2 separate regions of the Pan troglodytes genome follow, and region 1 is linked to region 2. Evidence: chromatin contacts called from public HiChIP or PLAC-seq data. All regions are on one chromosome and are shown on one strand. Each heading gives the region's core, a stretch centred on a gene start, on an enhancer-like site or on the middle of the called end of the contact. The rest is flanking DNA. Distances are from core to core; before and after follow the strand shown. Region 1 holds the start of TBC1D24 (TBC1 domain family member 24). Region 2 holds the start of DNASE1L2 (deoxyribonuclease 1 like 2).

Region 1 (2,775 bases), core at 18-2,517, 240 kb before region 2:
GCCGCAACTGAGCAAACATTTACAGGTGCCTACTGTGTGCTGAAGACAGAGCCCTGGCCCTCGGGCGGAGGAAACGCCACGTGTGCCATCTACAGGTGCCTACTGTGTGCTGAGGACAGGCTGTGAAGACGGAGCCCTGGACCTCGGGTGGAGGAAACGGCCCACGTGCCAAATAACGGGACGGTTCCTTCTGCACACTGCCTGGAAGTCACCTGGTGACTCCAGAGCAAACACAGCAAAACAGGGAAAAGTCACCCGCTAGGGCTTCTATCGGCACTGGAAGGGCGGGCTGACGCCCCCTTTCTGGAATAAGCTGCTGGGTAAAAACAGGGACATCGGCTTCACAACCACAGCCACCAACCTAACAGCCCACCTGCACCTCCACACCACCCAGGTGGCTTTTAGACAACCTTTGGCCTTTAATATCACCCCCGCAAGCAGTAACCCGGGGGCCACAGCGCGTTTCCCTGCGGGGCACGGCCATCAAAGAAGCCTGTGGCCAGGCCGCGGGGACTCCCGCCTGGAGGGGGCGGGAACAGGTGCAGCCCAGCCCAGGTGGGGCCGGCTCTCCCCTCCGCTGTGCTGGCTCAGGGCTGGGAGTCCCTGGCTTCCACCTCCCAGGGCCCGAAGGACAGCGGCCGCCTGGCACGGCGCACCCAGAGGGGCCCCCCACTGGACAGGGCCGGGGGCTGGCGGACCCCCAAGCGGGTGGTCGGTGGGGGCGTGTGTCATCCCTGGGCGGGGCGGGGCGGGGCCCGGGGCCGCTGCAGGTCCACAGGGCAGGGCGTATCAGAATCTGTTGCAATCTCACCGAGCCCCGAAGAGGATTTCCGACCCTGCGGAGACGGAAAGCGCCCCAAGGAAACAGTGACACAGTCACTCTTCCAGACGACACCATGCCCTGGGCCGGGCCGCGGGCCAGCGACCGGGCGGGGATCGGGCCTCGCGCCCAGGGGGTCCCGCTCCTGCGCCCCCTCCCGTAGGCCAAGCCGCAGCTGCAGCGCCGGGCGGTGCCGGGCTCTGGAGCCCCCAACCCGCGCGTGGCCGGGGATCCCCGCCTCGAATGGGGCCCGCAGCCCGGCCCCCACGCTGCCGCCCCCAGCACGCGCCGACCGCGGTGACAGCGGGGACCCGGCCCCGCCACCCGCCACCCCGCCGCGCGCCCCCCGCACGCCCCGAGCGCACCCACCTCCGCGCGCCGCTTTCTCCTCAGCCTGCCGCGCCGGCCTTTCTGCGCACGCGCGTGCTCGGCCCCGCCCCCGCCGAGCTGTCGCCCTGTGCCCACCCCGGAGAGCCCGCGGGGCTCCGGCCTGCCCGGCTCTGGGCATGCGCGCTGACGGTCGGCGGCCGCAGCGGCGGAAGCTGGGGCCGGCCGGGAACCGGTCCCGCGCCGAGGGGAGGCAACGGCAGTGCGGTCCCAGGGGGACAAGCCAAGGGGGGCGGGGGGTGGCACGGCCCTGCCGAGGGCATCGGGGGCCCGGACAGCCGCCTGTCGGAGTCGCGGTCCGGCCGGGTCACGCGTGGATCCGGAACCGCGTGGGCACGACGTCCCTTCCCGAGTCGGGGGAGAAGGGCTGGAAGGAGGTTCTGGGACGGGCCCTGAGCTGAGGAGCCGTGGCGCCGACGGTCAGAGACGCGGCAGAGAGAGGGACGGCCGGACGGAGCCCGCAGACGGGGACACAGGCGGCCAAGAAAGTTACGGGACCCGGCAGCAGACGCCGCGGGGCACCCGGACGCGGACGCTCAGCCCGCAGGGGCCAAGGCCGCCGCCCTCGTGGGGTGCAGGAGGCAGGGGACGCCCTGTCCCCCCATGGGGGTCCAAGGCGCCTGCGGTGGCCACAGTCTTTGGGGAGGTCAGCGCGCTCCCTGGCGGGTCGCCGCACGGGTGGGGGTGCATCACAGCGGCCCCAAGGATGATCTGAGATCCCCGAGAGGGCCCGGCATCACGAAGGATTTACAGCCTTCCGGGTATCCCAGTGCCCCTGGGACAGGGCCGACAGCCAGAGGGCGGGAGACCATGGGGTCCTCTGGGTGTGCCATATCACCCGCCTCTGTGCGGGGCGGGCTGTCCCTGCGCCGGTCACATCCCCCCAGGGCCAGACGGGAGGTATCGAGGGAGCTGCCGGCGGGGACGGGGCGGCGGCCCAGGTGGCGACACGCGCGACGCGAGCAAGGACTCCTTGGCAGGCGAAGGCACAGGGTGAACGTGCGCCTGGATGTGGGAGCAGCGGCCGCCCTGCCCAGCCGGCGGGCTCAGGCGGCGCTGCAGCGCCCCCGCCGTTCGCGTCGCTGCAGCCTCCGCAGGCGCCGCGTCCACGCGTCCCTCCAGGGTAGCACGAGGCTTCCGCGGGCGGCGATGAGCCCGGGCCCCCGGCCCCCCGCGCCCCCAGCCGCGGCTCCAGGCCCGCCCCCCAGCAGGAGGTAGCGGCGGCCGGGGAGCAGGCGCGGGCAGCCGCAGGCCGCATCCCCGGCGGGCACCCACAGCGCGCTACTCCCGCGCCGCGCGCGCTCCTCTCCGCTCCGGAACACGGCGAGCACCGCCACCGGGAAGCGTGTCCACGCGCCGCGCGCCTCGCCGTGCGCACCCACCGCCACCTGCACCGCTGCGGGGAGAGCGAGAGGGGGCGGGGTCAGGAAGGGGCGGCCTGCCCGCGGTAGGGGGAGGCACGGGGAGGACACCAGGAGGACAGTGGGGGCTGAAGGGGCGGGGTCGCTGCCTGTGGAGGACCTCAGGGATGAGGATGGGCCTTGGGGCCCAGCAAGGGTCAAGGCGTT
Region 2 (2,700 bases), core at 146-2,645:
CTGTACTCGTGCTCGGACACGCTGCGGAGACAGAGGCCCGCTCAGGGTCAGGGCGCCGCGCCGGGGCGAGATCCCGGCGGGGGATCGCGACGAGGGGCCCTGCCCACCACACCTGTTGATCTGCTCCATGAGCGCGGACACAGCGCTGAGGTCTGGGTCTCGCACCTCCTGCACCAGCGCGAGGTCGTAGCCAGCCAGGATCTGGGGAGGAGCGGCGGGTGCGGGGGTCAGCGCGGTCAGCACCCCTAAACGCCGCCCCGCCCCGGCCCGGGCCCCACCTTCGCGATGATGCTGCCGCAAGCCGGGTCCGACACTTTGCTGTCACCGAAGCTCTGAATGTTGAAGGCTCCGATGCGAAGCGCGGCGGTCCCGGCGGCTTCCAGCGCCCAGAGTGCGGCCAGCAGAGCCCGGGGCCCGCCCATGGCGCGGAGCGAGAGGCTGGGAGGGACAGACGCTGCCGCCTACGCAGACCCGCTGTCAGACCCACCGACCCACCCCTTTCCTCCGCGGCCACCCCTTGACGGCCAGTGCGACGCGGAATCCGCCCCTGCATTCTGCAGGCTCCCAGGGCACTGCTGGGCTCTCAGGGACCGCTGCCTTCTCACTGCGCGGGAAGCTGCAGCCGGAATGGAGGGTCCCGCCCATCCAGCCCCAGCTCAGGGCAGCCGAGAGACTCACCTTGGATGTGGGTGCAGAGGCCCGAGGCTCAGAGATCCTAGGGGGATGGGGATCCCGGGTCCAGGCTGCGGGCGTGTCCGACACAGGACTGCACTGACTCCCTCTGGCAGCAGCTCTGGCGCCAAGGCAGGGGCCGGTATTTGAGGTCCTGGGCCAGGGAGGGGCCGGGCTGCACTGGGTCCCGCCCCCTCGACTCAGCGGGATGCCTGATGAACTCCTGGCTTTCATTCCCATGGAGACCCCCAGGGTAAGGGGTGGGAGACCTGCCTGAGCCGGTTCTGGTGCCCCAGACCTGTCCCAAAACCGTCCCAGAAGCCCCTGCCAGCCCCCTAGGAGGGAGATAGACGGTCAGCCACATCCCGGTGTGGCTGTGTTCTTGTCCTCGCCCCTAGAAATTAGGTCGCCTAGACTCTGCCTCCCTGAGCAGAATCCCTTCAGGGAAAGCAAGGCAGCGCAGGAAGGACCAGCCACACTCCCTGCCCAGCATCTCCTGCTGCTGCTCCACCTGCTCACCCTGCGGTGGAGGCCGAGGCTCCCAGATCTCCCTGTCCCCGTCCCTGGTCCTCCCACCCACCCACAGGCCTCAGGCAGCGCAGCTGGGGGCACAGCTCCAGCTGGGCAGGGCAGGAGGCTGTTGGTCAACATGCCAATGACACCCACACAGCACCAAGGCGCCGCCAGGGCTGGCAGAAGCCCCTGGGCAGGGCGGCCAGGCACGTGAGTCTAGGAGTGGCCTGGGAGGCAGGTGCTGCTGCGGGGGCCTGGGCAAAGGTGGTGGCACCAGCCGCAGAGGCTGCCACTGCCGCAACATCACAAGCTGCAGGTTCTCATGTTTTATTGTAAAGCAACAAGAAACTCTTATGTACACTGTCCGTCTTGGGGCGCCTCCATTCTGTGCCATCTTCTCTACCAGGCCAGGCAGGCATGGGTGGGGCGCTCAGAGTCCTCTGCCCTGTCCCTGCCCGGCCAGGACCCCGCAGACCTCATGCTAGACGATGACCGTCTGCACCTCCAGCTGGCCCTCTGGCGAGGCGATGACCAGCTCGCCTGCATGCTCCAGGATCTCGATGTCCTCTGATGACACCATGGTCACAGTGGCCTGTTCAGTGCCACTTGTCCCTGCCCGGGCGGCAAGCACAGTGCCCTCGCTGATGGCCGAGGCCAGCGTCATGGCCACCTGCTCTGTCAGGCTCTCGGGGGTGGCGATGGTGATGGTGTCGGCGGCAGCCGCCTCTGGGCCCAGCGCCGTCTCCTCGTCCATGGTAACGTTCTGCACGATGATCTGGTGGCCGGCGCTAGCCTGGTGCACGATCTGCTGCACCACCTTCATGATGTGGCTGTCCACCTGCAGGGCCACGGCTCAGCGAGAGCGGCTGTGCCAGGGAGCCTCCCCGCCCCTGCCTGCCCCACCCCTCACCTCCGTCTGGGTGCCCTCGATGATCTCCGTGGCCTCACTGGTCTCCGCATCGTCCGCAGTGGCCTGGGCAGATGGGCAGAAGGACAGAGGTCAGCCTTGGCTGCCCCTGGGTCCCAGCACGGCCCCAGGGCCCCACACCCACCTCGATGATATACTCCTGGGTGTCAGCTACCACGGACGAGAACTCCACCAACACTGTGTGCGGGTCTTCCGTGAGGACGGTGGTGGCTGCCGCGGGGCTGTCCTCAGACACCAGCAACTCCTCCACCTCCAGCAGGCAGCCCCCTGTGGGTGGGGACTCGGTCAGGGCTTGGCGAGCCCCGGCCCCCTCCCCTCCCCTCCCCCTCCCACCTCCACCGGCCCAGACCTTTGGTGCGCAGGTGCCGGTTCAGCGTGCCGTGCTCGGCGAAGCCACGGCCGCACTTGTAGCACTTGAACGGCTTCTCGCCTGTGTGGTGTCGCACGTGCCGCACCAGTGAGCCCTTCTCTCGGAAGCCACGGCTGCAGAACTGGCACACGTGCGGCTTCTCCTCCAGGTGTGTCCTGAAGTGCACCTGCTGTGCGTTCTGTGGAGACACCTGTCAGTGCCAGCCTGGCCTTGGCCA

Evidence for each region. HiChIP or PLAC-seq counts read pairs in DNA pulled down with a chosen protein or histone mark.
Region 1: a contact with region 2 is called in an H3K4me3 HiChIP or PLAC-seq map of stem cell-derived excitatory neurons, with 5 times the contacts expected there. The contact joins the promoter of TBC1D24 here to the promoter of DNASE1L2 in region 2. A contact is called at or near these places in 1 of 7 Hi-C or Micro-C datasets (stem cell-derived neural progenitor cells) and 1 of 1 datasets of contacts at active chromatin or transcription factors (stem cell-derived excitatory neurons).

Annotation. Positions count from the first base shown.
Region 1 is chr18:5,085,959-5,088,733 of NHGRI_mPanTro3-v2.0_pri, reverse strand. It overlaps TBC1D24 (TBC1 domain family member 24), which reads right to left and starts at 1,267. Exons shown (of 8, transcript XR_010152219.1): 1 at 1,190-1,267. NTN3 (netrin 3) reads right to left here. Exons shown (of 6, transcript XM_003314927.6): 6 at 2,253-2,603. The coding sequence ends at 2,254.
Region 2 is chr18:4,847,681-4,850,380 of NHGRI_mPanTro3-v2.0_pri, reverse strand. It overlaps DNASE1L2 (deoxyribonuclease 1 like 2), which reads right to left and starts at 1,395. Exons shown (of 8, transcript XM_054668732.2): 1 at 679-1,395; 2 at 279-461; 3 at 113-201; 4 at 1-21. The coding sequence starts at 912. E4F1 (E4F transcription factor 1) reads right to left here. Exons shown (of 14, transcript XM_016928632.2): 11 at 2,463-2,661; 12 at 2,238-2,380; 13 at 2,096-2,158; 14 at 1,497-2,023. The coding sequence ends at 1,667.